Linked DNA regions of Mus musculus: regions 2, 3 and 4 are each linked to region 1. A link is a contact called in public ChIA-PET and promoter capture Hi-C data. All regions are on one chromosome and are shown on one strand. Each heading gives the region's core, a stretch centred on a gene start, on an enhancer-like site or on the middle of the called end of the contact. The rest is flanking DNA. Distances are from core to core; before and after follow the strand shown. Region 1 holds the start of Epb41l5 (erythrocyte membrane protein band 4.1 like 5). Region 2 holds the start of 3830432H09Rik (RIKEN cDNA 3830432H09 gene). Region 3 overlaps Epb41l5 (erythrocyte membrane protein band 4.1 like 5). Region 4 overlaps Ptpn4 (protein tyrosine phosphatase, non-receptor type 4).

Evidence for each region. Promoter capture Hi-C pulls out the DNA fragments that hold promoters and counts their contacts. ChIA-PET counts read pairs in DNA pulled down with a chosen protein or histone mark.
Region 2: a promoter capture Hi-C map of macrophages shows a contact between it and region 1, with 7 read pairs. The contact joins the promoter of 3830432H09Rik here to the promoter of Epb41l5 in region 1. A contact is called at or near these places in 14 of 39 promoter capture datasets (the 3T3-L1 cell line, the C10 cell line, HPC-7-derived erythroid cells and 9 more), 1 of 15 datasets of contacts at CTCF or cohesin (the G1E-ER4 cell line), 30 of 484 Hi-C or Micro-C datasets (CD4 T cells, the G1E-ER4 cell line, the HL-1 cell line and 18 more), 8 of 115 datasets of contacts at active chromatin or transcription factors (astrocytes, bone marrow-derived macrophages, cardiomyocytes and 5 more) and 3 of 9 other capture datasets (adipose tissue, liver and pancreatic islet).
Region 3: a promoter capture Hi-C map of liver shows a contact between it and region 1, with 2.4 times the contacts expected there. The contact joins the enhancer-like site here to the promoter of Epb41l5 in region 1. A contact is called at or near these places in 4 of 39 promoter capture datasets (the 3T3-L1 cell line, liver, macrophages and 1 more), 4 of 484 Hi-C or Micro-C datasets (the C2C12 cell line, liver and muscle stem cells), 3 of 115 datasets of contacts at active chromatin or transcription factors (embryonic stem cells, extraembryonic endoderm stem cells and trophoblast stem cells) and 4 of 9 other capture datasets (adipose tissue, embryonic stem cells, liver and 1 more).
Region 4: an RNA polymerase II ChIA-PET map of effector CD8 T cells shows a contact between it and region 1, with 20 read pairs. The contact joins the enhancer-like site here to the promoter of Epb41l5 in region 1. A contact is called at or near these places in 2 of 39 promoter capture datasets (macrophages and stem cell-derived epiblast-like cells), 1 of 484 Hi-C or Micro-C datasets (CD8 central memory T cells), 3 of 115 datasets of contacts at active chromatin or transcription factors (effector CD8 T cells, embryonic stem cells and memory CD8 T cells) and 2 of 9 other capture datasets (liver and pancreatic islet).

What each region holds. Positions count from the first base shown.
Region 1 is chr1:119,647,715-119,650,266 of GRCm38.p6, reverse strand. It overlaps Epb41l5 (erythrocyte membrane protein band 4.1 like 5), which reads left to right and starts at 1,267. Exons shown (of 25, transcript NM_145506.4): 1 at 1,267-1,482.
Region 2 is chr1:119,534,884-119,537,435 of GRCm38.p6, reverse strand. 3830432H09Rik (RIKEN cDNA 3830432H09 gene) reads left to right here and starts at 1,271. Exons shown (of 4, transcript NR_126486.1): 1 at 1,271-1,373; 2 at 1,526-1,674; 3 at 2,414-2,458.
Region 3 is chr1:119,564,445-119,566,996 of GRCm38.p6, reverse strand. The region is part of intron 20 of Epb41l5 (erythrocyte membrane protein band 4.1 like 5); the gene reads left to right. Among named protein-coding and RNA genes, the nearest start is that of 3830432H09Rik, 30 kb to the right of the region's middle. Within about 2 kb of position 1,281, at least 11 of the 459 cell types and tissues checked have an H3K27ac peak or open chromatin away from gene starts, as enhancers often do. A contact at or near this core is called in liver, where this site is marked.
Region 4 is chr1:119,712,357-119,714,908 of GRCm38.p6, reverse strand. The region is part of intron 13 of Ptpn4 (protein tyrosine phosphatase, non-receptor type 4); the gene reads left to right. Among named protein-coding and RNA genes, the nearest start is that of Epb41l5, 65 kb to the right of the region's middle. Within about 2 kb of position 1,263, at least 11 of the 459 cell types and tissues checked have an H3K27ac peak or open chromatin away from gene starts, as enhancers often do. A contact at or near this core is called in effector CD8 T cells and memory CD8 T cells, where this site is marked.

The sequences.
Region 1 (2,552 bases), core at 18-2,517:
ATTTTCTAGGTGTTTACTAACCGCCAGTCAGACATGTTTTGAACCAAGGACTTTATGCACTCTACCAACTGAGCTATACCCTACAGCATTTTCTTTTTCCTTCTGAGATGGTGTTAGGTAGACTGGCCTCCAATTCCTGGGCTTAAGTGATCTTTCTGCCTCAAAGGCTATAGGCACAAGGAGGACAGGTACACTCTCCCATACAGGCTAAACCATGAAATAACTTGTTTAATTATGACAGAACCTCTCAATGTGGCCAGTGCTGGCCCTGAACTCACTACTCAGCCCCCAAGGGGCTTTTACTGCTGGGATTGCCTTGAGGGACTCCTGTCTTTCTTCTTTATCTGCCTTATCTCCAGGGTCTACAGAGCTGTAGGCATTTTGATAAACTATCTGAAGAATGAATGAATGGAATGTCGCCCTGCCACTTAGGGCCTCCATTCTGTGACCACAGTGCCTGGAGCATCAGTCTGTTATTTCCCTTTCCCAGCAGCGTTCTCTCCAGGGCTCTCATCACCACTTGACACATAGTTGTTCTCTTTCTCCATTACAGACTAAAGGTTGCTTTAATCTCTAGGATTTGGGGGGAGGGAGCAAGGAAACATTTAAATAAATGCTGGATCAATTAATAAACAACTGTGTAAGAGAAAACATACTAGACTACATTAAAAATAGGAAAATACTCATTTTTGCTGTGCCAGGGATTGGATCCTGGGCCTGGTATGTGCTAGTCTAACACCCTACCACTGAACTGTATCTTAAACCCAACGTTTCATTTTCAAATCATATTACCAGGAAGGTGAAAAATTCAAAACATAAACCAAGCGCCATGGAGATGCTCAGTGTGGGTAAAAGTGCTTCATTCCAAATGTGAAGGCCAGAGTCTGGTCCCCTGTGCCCACATGATACTCCTGCAAGTTGTTCTCAGACAGGGACTGTGGCATATCTTTCCCTGACCCATACATATACGCACAGAAAAAAATAATCTTTTTTAAAAGACAGGATTTCACTAGGTAGTCCTGGCTGACCTGTAACTAAGTAGCTGTGGCTGGACTCGAACTCACAGAAATCCACCTGCCTCTGCCTCTGCCTCTGCCTCTGCCTCTGCCTCTGCCTCTGCCTCTGGAGTATTGGGATTAAAGGTGAACTGCCTTTCTGTATTTCTATAGTCCCATCTGGTGTTGCCAGCTTAAATTCAGGTCTCAGGAGGCCGATTTCCGGGGCGGTGCCATTGCCCCTTTAAGAGCGGAGCGTCCCGCCCTTCGGGGGGCGGACCTTGGATGGGGCTTTAAGGGGCGTGCCCTCGGGCGGCCGGGGTCCTCCGGGGATTAGCGCAGGGTGGGCTCGCGCCTTGCGCCGCCATTTCTCGGTGTCTCTGGAGACCCGTCCTCTCCTCTAGCCGGCTGGGCATCTCTCTCCGAGGGTCGCGCGTCCCAGTCGCAGTGGTCTCCGTCGCTTCACGGTGTTCACCCCCGAGTACAGGTAAGAGTTTGGCCTCGGGTGTCCAGTTGGCCCTGCTCACTGAGCCGAGGCTCTCGACCGTGCCGGGTGGGCGGCCCGGCTCCCCGGGCGACGCCGCGGGCTGGGAGGGGAGTGGCGGCGACGGCCAATGGGGCTGGGCGCTGAGTTTCGGGCGATACCGCGCGGTGGCCGCTGAGGGCCGGGCGCGTCGCCGGGGTCTCGCGCGTTGTTGGGGGGAAACTCTGGTCACCCCTGACCTCCCCGTAGCTGTGGGATTAGGGGAAGGTCGCCTCGAGTGTCACTTCGCCGGGATTGTGGGCAGACATCGGTGAGACAGGACGTGCCAGCTAGCTCCCGGTCGAGTGAAACTTGGGAAGCGTACGAGGCAGGTGCGTTCCCGGGAACCGCCAAGGCCGAGGGCGCTCCCCGCCCCCACGCGTGGCGCGCGTCCGGTAATGATGGGTTCTCCTGTGGGTAGAAGATAATTGTGTCCATCTCTGGTTACTGTAGTCTCCCGGGTTCTGCTTTAAGAGCGAGAAGGCTCCAGGCTCCGAAGTTGTTTAGCAATAGTTCAAAATTACTAGTAATGGTTTTTTTTTTTTCCCTTAAGAATTGGAGATAAGCCCACCAAGAAATTATGAATGTAATTCACAACTCCGCTCACCCCAGATGCACTGAGCTGAGGCACTGAGCACTGCTAACTGCAGTGGGTAACTTGTATGTGTCTAAATGAACACTTTGGGATCATTATTTTCTTTTTCTTCCCAACCCCCACTTCGTTCTTCTTCTAATTCTTTTTCTCTCTTTCTTCCTTTCCTTTCCTTCTTTTCTTTTCTTTTCTTTTCTTTCGATACTGGGAACCAAACCCGGGTTCTGGAACGCTAGGCTGAACTAAATCTAAATGCTCACACCTGTTTTTTTCTTTTCTTGTTGTTGTTGTTCTTGTTAGGATAACTTGTTTGGGCAGCGATGTGCGCAATGTTCCTGTGTTTAGTTTCTTAGTTACAGTTTCTTTTGCGGGAGTAACTGGGATGAAAGATACTGATAACTTTAGGACATTTTCTATAGTTTTCAATATTACTGTTTTTTTT
Region 2 (2,552 bases), core at 22-2,521, 110 kb after region 1:
TTCTGGCTCTATAGAGTTGCCTTAGCAAATTGCTTTCATTTTGTTCGTGTGTCACTTAGCGCAGCACCAAGATGACACAATGACACAAAACAGCACTCAGTTCTGTGAACAAGAGATCCCCAGGAGCTGCCCCTTCTGCTGCCCCTTCTGCAGAGCTAATTAGCTTCCATGCTGTGGAGTGTCCAAAGCCCAAATACAGTTTAACCTGGACTATATTTTTAGTCACCTAAATAGCCATTCCTTGTCCACCTCTTTTTTAGATCTAATAGCCTGTAACAGATTACACACCTTTAATCCCAGCACTGGAGAGACCAAGCCAAGTGGATCTCTGTCAGGCCAAGGCCAGCCCTGTCTACATTGGGAGCTCCAGACTGGCTTGGGCTACATTGAGACCCTGTCTCAATAAAAAGGGGTTGAGAGGATTTAGCTCAGTGGTAGAATAGAAAGGGGAGATGTTTTAATCAAACCAGAGTTGCCATTAACCAAAAGGCTAAGCATCACCAGACAGCGTCTGAGGCCTACAATGGAGGTCCCCACATTGCCGTAAGATGTCTCCACAGTATATTTGAAAAATGTCTTGACTTATGTCTATTACTGTAAAAATGTCACATAACTGATTCCACATTGGAACATGGGTTTGGACTTGACCTTAATCCATGTTTCTGGGCATGGTCACTCATGTTTGGCTTTTCAATAAACTGTCCCTTTGAGTAAACGTTGTGGATTTCAAACAAAATAAGAAGTTATAGTGAAACAGGAGAGACCGTGGCCTACAAATACAGATTCATGATACCCCAAATACCATGTTCCATCATGATACCCCAAATACTGTGTTCTACCATGGTAACAGTTTTGTGTATTCTTACAGTTAACAATCAAGGCATTTTTTTTAAAAATTCATGTTTCTACCAAGCAGACAGTCTCTGCTGTCAGCCTTAGATGCTATCAGGTGACACTCTTTGCCTTTGGGTTGATGAGAGGGAGAAATCTGTGTGTACATTCCAAAGGATTTACCTAATAGTCACAAGGATATTAGGTCAGACACAGAGGTGAACAATACATGGCTGTTGGAGCCTAACCTCTCCAGCCAACATGAATGTCTAACAGAGGCCTACGTGGGCTGCCTCCCTGAGCCCCAGATAACATTGATTTTGTTGAAAGGTATTCACCAAAGAGGCTATTCAGACATGGGTTTAAGCCAGTAGAAACTCTATTAGTCAGCCAACAGCTACACTGGGTGTTTGAGATCGCAGTCTAGCCCTGAGCCTTCCTCATGGTGTGCTTTTAAGAATAAAAACCATGTTGTGGGTTGACACACTTCAGTTAACAAGAAGAGTTAGCCAGAAGCAGAAGTACAGAAGCCATAGAGCAAGGTTGGTACATTTAGAGACTTTGGCGGGTGGTGCTCTGTGTGTGTTGAGATTTACAGACTGAGTGGCACCTTTGTCATGCAGCCAGCTGTGCTAAGGTCTGGTGCCTGTTACAGATATGCCTTAATTCTTTTACCTCCTCCTCTGCCTATCAGTCTTTGGTGCCTTTTAAATTATCATGTACACATGTGTGGGCTTGAGGTGTATGCACAAGGACAAGACTCCCAGACCTCCACCTGATGTTTGGCTGTGGGTCTCTGCATCTGTTTCCATCCACTGCTGGATTAAGCCTCTCTGATGACAGGTATGCTAGGCTCCTGTCTTCAAGCATAACAGTATCAATTATAGTATCAGGGGTTGACTCTCCTACATGGGATGGGTTTTAAGATGGACTAGTCTTTGGTTGACCGTTCCCTCAATCTCTGCCCCATCGTTATCCCTGTTCATCTTATAGGTGGGACAGATTTTGGGACGAAGCTTTTGTGGATGGGTTGATGTCCCCCTCCCTCCTCTGAAAGTCCTACCTGGCTACAAGTGGTGGGCACTTCAGTCTCCATATCCCCCACTGGTAGGAGTCTCAGCTAGGCTCACCCCCAGCCCTGGTATCCTCCCAGGACCCTCCCGCATCCCAGGTCTCTGGCTAGTCCCAAAGATGTGCGTCCACACGCACACACACACACACACACACACACACACACACACACTTCCCTTCTCCCAGCTCTCTCTCCTGCCCACTCCCCACACCTCATCCCCATCCCTGCCACACCCTCTCTAAGTTGCCTCCCTCCATCCACCTTCAAAGATTATTTTGTTTCCCCTTCTGAGTGAAATTCCTCCCTTGGGCCCTCCTTGTTACTTAATTTTTTTTGGGTCTGTGGACTGTAGCGTGGTTATTCTGTACTTTGAGGCCAATGTCCACTGATAAGTGAGGACACACCATGTGTGTGTTTCTGGCCCTGGGTTACCTCACTCAGGATATTTTCTTGCCGGCAAGTTTCATGATGCCATGGAGTTTCTTAATTAACCTTTTTTATATCATATAGCATCTCCGGGTCACTGACATGGGAGGGACTGAAGAACACTCTCAGGTGAGGATTTTCCTTTATTAATTAAGGTGTGTTAATAGTTTATAACCATTACCATGGATCTGTGTCTTAGTCTGCTTTTCTCTTGCTGTGATAG
Region 3 (2,552 bases), core at 32-2,531, 83 kb after region 1:
CATATACTATCTTCTAATCATGCCTTTTCCCTCCTCCAACTCTTCCCAGATCTTCCCCACCTTGCCAACAACCAACTCCACACCCCTCCTTTTTCTCTTTAAAAAAAAAAAACAGACCAAACTTTATAAACAAAGAAACACAGTCACACACACACACATACACACACCACAGACACACAAAAACAGCAATCAAAATATATAAGCAAAAGACCAATAAGACTAAATAAATAAATAAAGGTAGATAGATAGATAGGTAGATAGATAGATAGATAGAGCCTAAACAAAGCAATTTGAGACAAAAAGTCTACAAAACTACCTTTGAATTTATTTTATGTTGGCCTTCCACTGCTGAGGCCTATCCTAATGTGTGGTTTATATTCCCAGTGAGACTCTTTTGGAGAAAATGGATTTTTATTTGCAAACAGTTATCAGTTACAGATAGCTTCTCTTTAGAGTTGGGAGCTTATCTCTGCTTCCCCCTCTCAGTAATGAGACCCTATTCCCTATTCGGCTTAGACCTGTGCAGGCCATTTGTGCTGCCACGGTCTCTGTGAGTCCACAAGTGCATCAGTCCTGCTATGTCTGGGGTCATCCCACTGTTACCTCTTAGAACCTTTGTGCCTTCCCTAAGTGCAGTTCCCTAACTCCTGACGGGAGGGGTTGATGAAGGCATCCCATTTAGGTGGAATGCTCCAGAATCTCTGAATATTCTCCAGTTGTAGGTCTCTGTACTTGGTTCCGTTTACTGCAAGAAGCCTCTCTGATGATGGCTGAGCAGGGCACTGAATGGCAGTGAGGAGTATGGCAGAATGTCGTGAGGAGTCATTCTAGTACTCTATTTTTTTTGTCTGAACAATAGTATTCGATTTTCCCCTAGGCACATGTCCCATTCAGTCTCAGGTTCCTGACCACCCAAGCAGTGTCAGTATGAGTCCTGTGTCCTAGAGTAGACCCTATCTCCAGAGCACCATTGTTATTCGAACAGCATCTGTGCCACTATCTCAGTGTATTTACCTTGTACACAAGGTCACTGTTGTTGATCACAGGGTTTATAGCTGGGCAGGTAGTTACCTTTCTCCTTGTGGAGTCTAGAGTACCTTCCAGTCCATGAATGATAATCAGTAGGGTTTAAGCCTCTAATTACACACCAGCTTGACGTTTCCATGTTTGTTGAGATATGTCAATGTTGTCTTCATCAGTAGGGCCTTACCCTCAGTTGTGGACACCAACTGCTGACTTTGACCTGAGATGTTTGGGAGCGTGCTTGGTGTTCCTTTGGTTAATGGCTAACTAGACGTAACCCATTCCTGCCATTGCTATTTTACAATAGTGTTTATCAGTGTTGGTCTTAGGGCCTGCTCTATCGATGTCTCAGGAAGAGTCTTTTCCCCTGCCAATTCTGTCAGCTTCTGGGGATCAGGTGAGGTCTAGTTGGAGATGAGTGAGAAGTGTGAATCTGTTTGCATTCTTTTACATACAGCTGTACAGCTTGACCAGGACCTTTTTTTTTTTTTTTTTTTTTTTTGAAGATGCTGTCTTTTTCCCAGTATTTCTTACTTCTTTATCCAAAATCTGGTGTCCATAGGTATGTAGACTTAGTCTGACTCTGCATTTTAATTCTATTGGTCAAACTGCCCTGTATTTAAGCCAATTTTTTGGGTTTTTGTTTTTTTTTTTTTGTTTTTTTGAGACAGAGTTCCTCTGTATAGCCCTGGCTGTCCTGGAACTCACTCTGTAGACCAGGCTGGCCTCGAACTCAGAAATCCGCCTGCCTCTGCCTCCCGAGTGCTGGGATTAAAGGCATGCGCCACCATTGCCCGGCTCTTAAGCCAATTTTTATTACTGGTTTTATTATTGTTTATTATGTGCTGTTTTTATTACTATAGCTCCGCAGTATAACTTACAATCTAGGATGCTGATACCTTCATCTGATCGTTTATTATTCAGAATGGTTTTAGCTCTCTGATTGTTTCCATATGAGTTATGTTTGAAAAGTTCTATGAAGAATTGTGTCAGAATTTTGAATGGAATCTATAGATTAATTTTGTTAAGATGCTTATTTTATTATATTAATTCTACCAATCCATAAACATGGGAATCTTAATCTTCTAATGTCATCCTCAATGGTCTCATCGTCTTAAAGCGTTTGTTATATAAGTCTTCAACAAGCTTAGTTAGAGTTATTCCAAGATTGAGGCTCTTATAAGAAGTGTTGTTTCCCTGATCTCTTTCTCAGTCTGTCTCTTGGATATAGGAAGACTACTGACTTTTTTTTGTTAAATTTGTACACAGATATTTTACTAATAGTGTTTATCAGCAGAAGAAGTTTCTAGGTGGAATTTTTAGTGTCATTCATGTATACTATAAAGATACTTTGACTTCTTCCTTTCCTATTTGTATCCCCTGATCTCCTTCAGTTGTCAATAAGACAACTAGATAAGAATTCAAGTACTAAATTGAGTTGATATGGAGAGTGAATAACTTCATATTGTTTCTGATTTTAGTGAAATGCTATGGGTGTCTCTTCAGTTATTTTGGCTATGGGATTACTG
Region 4 (2,552 bases), core at 14-2,513, 65 kb before region 1:
GGTTTGATACTTATAACTAATTAGGAGATAATTACAGTAATCCAAGCAAAACTAATAAAGACCTCTACCATACATTGATGTAGAATAGGGAACAAATTTGAGGGACCTAACATCGACTGCTGATGTTAGATGGCTAGAGGGACAATGAAACAAGTGTTTGTTCCCGGTGGAAATTACTTCGAGAGCAAAAAGCCTTGAAGAGTTGTATGTCTGGCATCTACTGTTGCTAGAATTTTGGAAGCATTTATAAAGATAACAGGAAAATTTTACTTGGTCAAAAATTCAAAGGTCTTTTCAACTTTGTATTTCTAGAAGAAATAGTTTAGTGTTTGTCGTTGCTTTTTCTCATTTTCTTCCTCCCAACATGAAAATTATTCCCTGTTTCTACCAATTAGTGATAGATCATTATATTCTAAAATCCCGACAGTTTCAAGTGACTTGAAGAATATGTCATCCGCAACAGCCCCTTACAAACTTATTGGCATTTATTCAGGGTTTTTCCCTTCATAGACTCAGGTGTGTGTGTGTGTGTGTGTGTGTGTGTGTGTGTGTGTGTATCTGTCTGTCTGCCTGGTAACTATCATGGACATCACTGTTCCAATTAGAAAGTGGTATAGACCTGAAAAACAAAGGGGTTTAGTAAATGTCACTCAAATGTTTTCTGTACAACTGACCATAAGATAACTTTACTCCTAGTGGCATAATTGTTCTAATTTAGAAAGAACCTGTTCTGGTTTTTTGTACTGTCTCTTACTTGCAGCACTCTCTATTTTTGAAAATCAAAGCATTGTCTTATTTTAATGATTTTTGTACATACTAGATTTTGTTATGCCTGATCTTCATTGTTTTGTCATTCACTATTAATATTCTAGGAAGGTTGTCAGGGACTGTCTTTTTTTTTTTTTTTTTTTTTTTGGTGTGTGTGGGTCAGGAGGATAGATATGTTTCTTTTTTAAGGTGCTAGGTTCCCAAACCTTGCACATGCTAGCCAAGTGTTCTACTTTGGTACTGTATGCTCAAGTCTTGGTGCGAAGTTTTAATAGTGCTGGGCTGTCTTAATGATTGTTTTGTCTCTGGAAATCTATGCTTTCCTGGGATTGTTTAAGTTTATTTAGCTCGCTTGTTTGTTTTTTTTGTTGTTGTTATTGTTGGTTTAGTTTGGTTTTTCGAGATAGGGTTTCTCTGTGTAGCCTGACTGTCCTGGAACCCGCTTTGTAGACCAGACTAGCCTTTTACTCAGGGATCTGCCTGGCTCTGCCTCCTGAGTGCAGAGATAATTGTGAGCACCACCATTGCCTGGATCCTTGGATTGTTTTTATAAGACTCTTTTACCTTATAATTAGCTACTAAATTCTCTAATGGTTTTAGCAAGAATTAGGTCATTTTGGTTAAGAATTCCAGATTTATTTTCTCTCTTAGAATTTTAAATGGCAGTATAAATAGGAAGACGAAAAAGGCCTTTAAACTTTATATGAAAAATTTTACCAATAACTACCTTATTTTCCCTTTTATATCTAATTTTTGAATTGCTTTCACACTTTTTCAGTTATCATATAATAATATCTGAGGAAGAGATGAGAGCAAATTTTTCTTCAACAGAAAAATAAGGTGCCACGGTCAGAAAATAAACTCACCACATTGCTAACAGTGTGGTATTTTTTTCTCTGAAATTTCCGCTCAGAACAGGAAATATAGACAGTAAGCTTGAGTGGGTGGGTCTCTGAGGTTAGAGCTGTTAATAAATTAAGATGCCTGAAATTTAGTTAGCTCAAGACATTTCCAAACATGTTTAGTTCATTACCAAGATTGAAGTGTTCATACAGTTTGTACTAGGTAAGTATGCTGGATTTTCAATTTTTCAGATGATTTTTTTTCTCTCAGTAATTAATCTTAGCTCTTATCACTTACATTTGATCTAATATATGAGGGAAGAATAGTTTGTGAATAGTAAGGATTAACACTAGTAAAAGAACTATAGGTGGTAAATTATGGTAAGCTTGAGATTTTATGTTTTAAATTGAAAAGACTATATAATATATTTTCATATATGACTAATTGAATTTATGTGTTCTCCACTGTGAGAGCTTAAATCTAATAGTGTGCAGATTCAAGTCCTAAACTAAAACTCACAGTGATAGGAAGAGGTCTTTGAACTTAAATTACTTTGAAACATTTGGAAAATGAAATTTGTGTCTGTCCTTTTTGTTTGCTTGTTGGTTACAAGTAGCATCATGTCTCTTTTAGAAGATGCACATTGATTTTAGAGTTCAAAGAGATTAGCCTAACCTGTGAGAGGATTTGGCTGTCAAACCCTGAAATGATAGGATAATTGTATGATTTTGATTTATAATTATTCATAATTTAACAAACTTTTAAAATTTTTATTTATTTATTTTCCTGCATATATGTCTGCATGAGGTTACTGGATCCCCTGGAATAGGAGTTGCAGACAGTTGTGAGCTGCCATGTGAATACTGGGAATTGAACCAGGATCCTCTGATAGAAGAGCTATTAGGCCATCTGGGTTTTTTCTTTTTTCTTTTTTTTTTTTC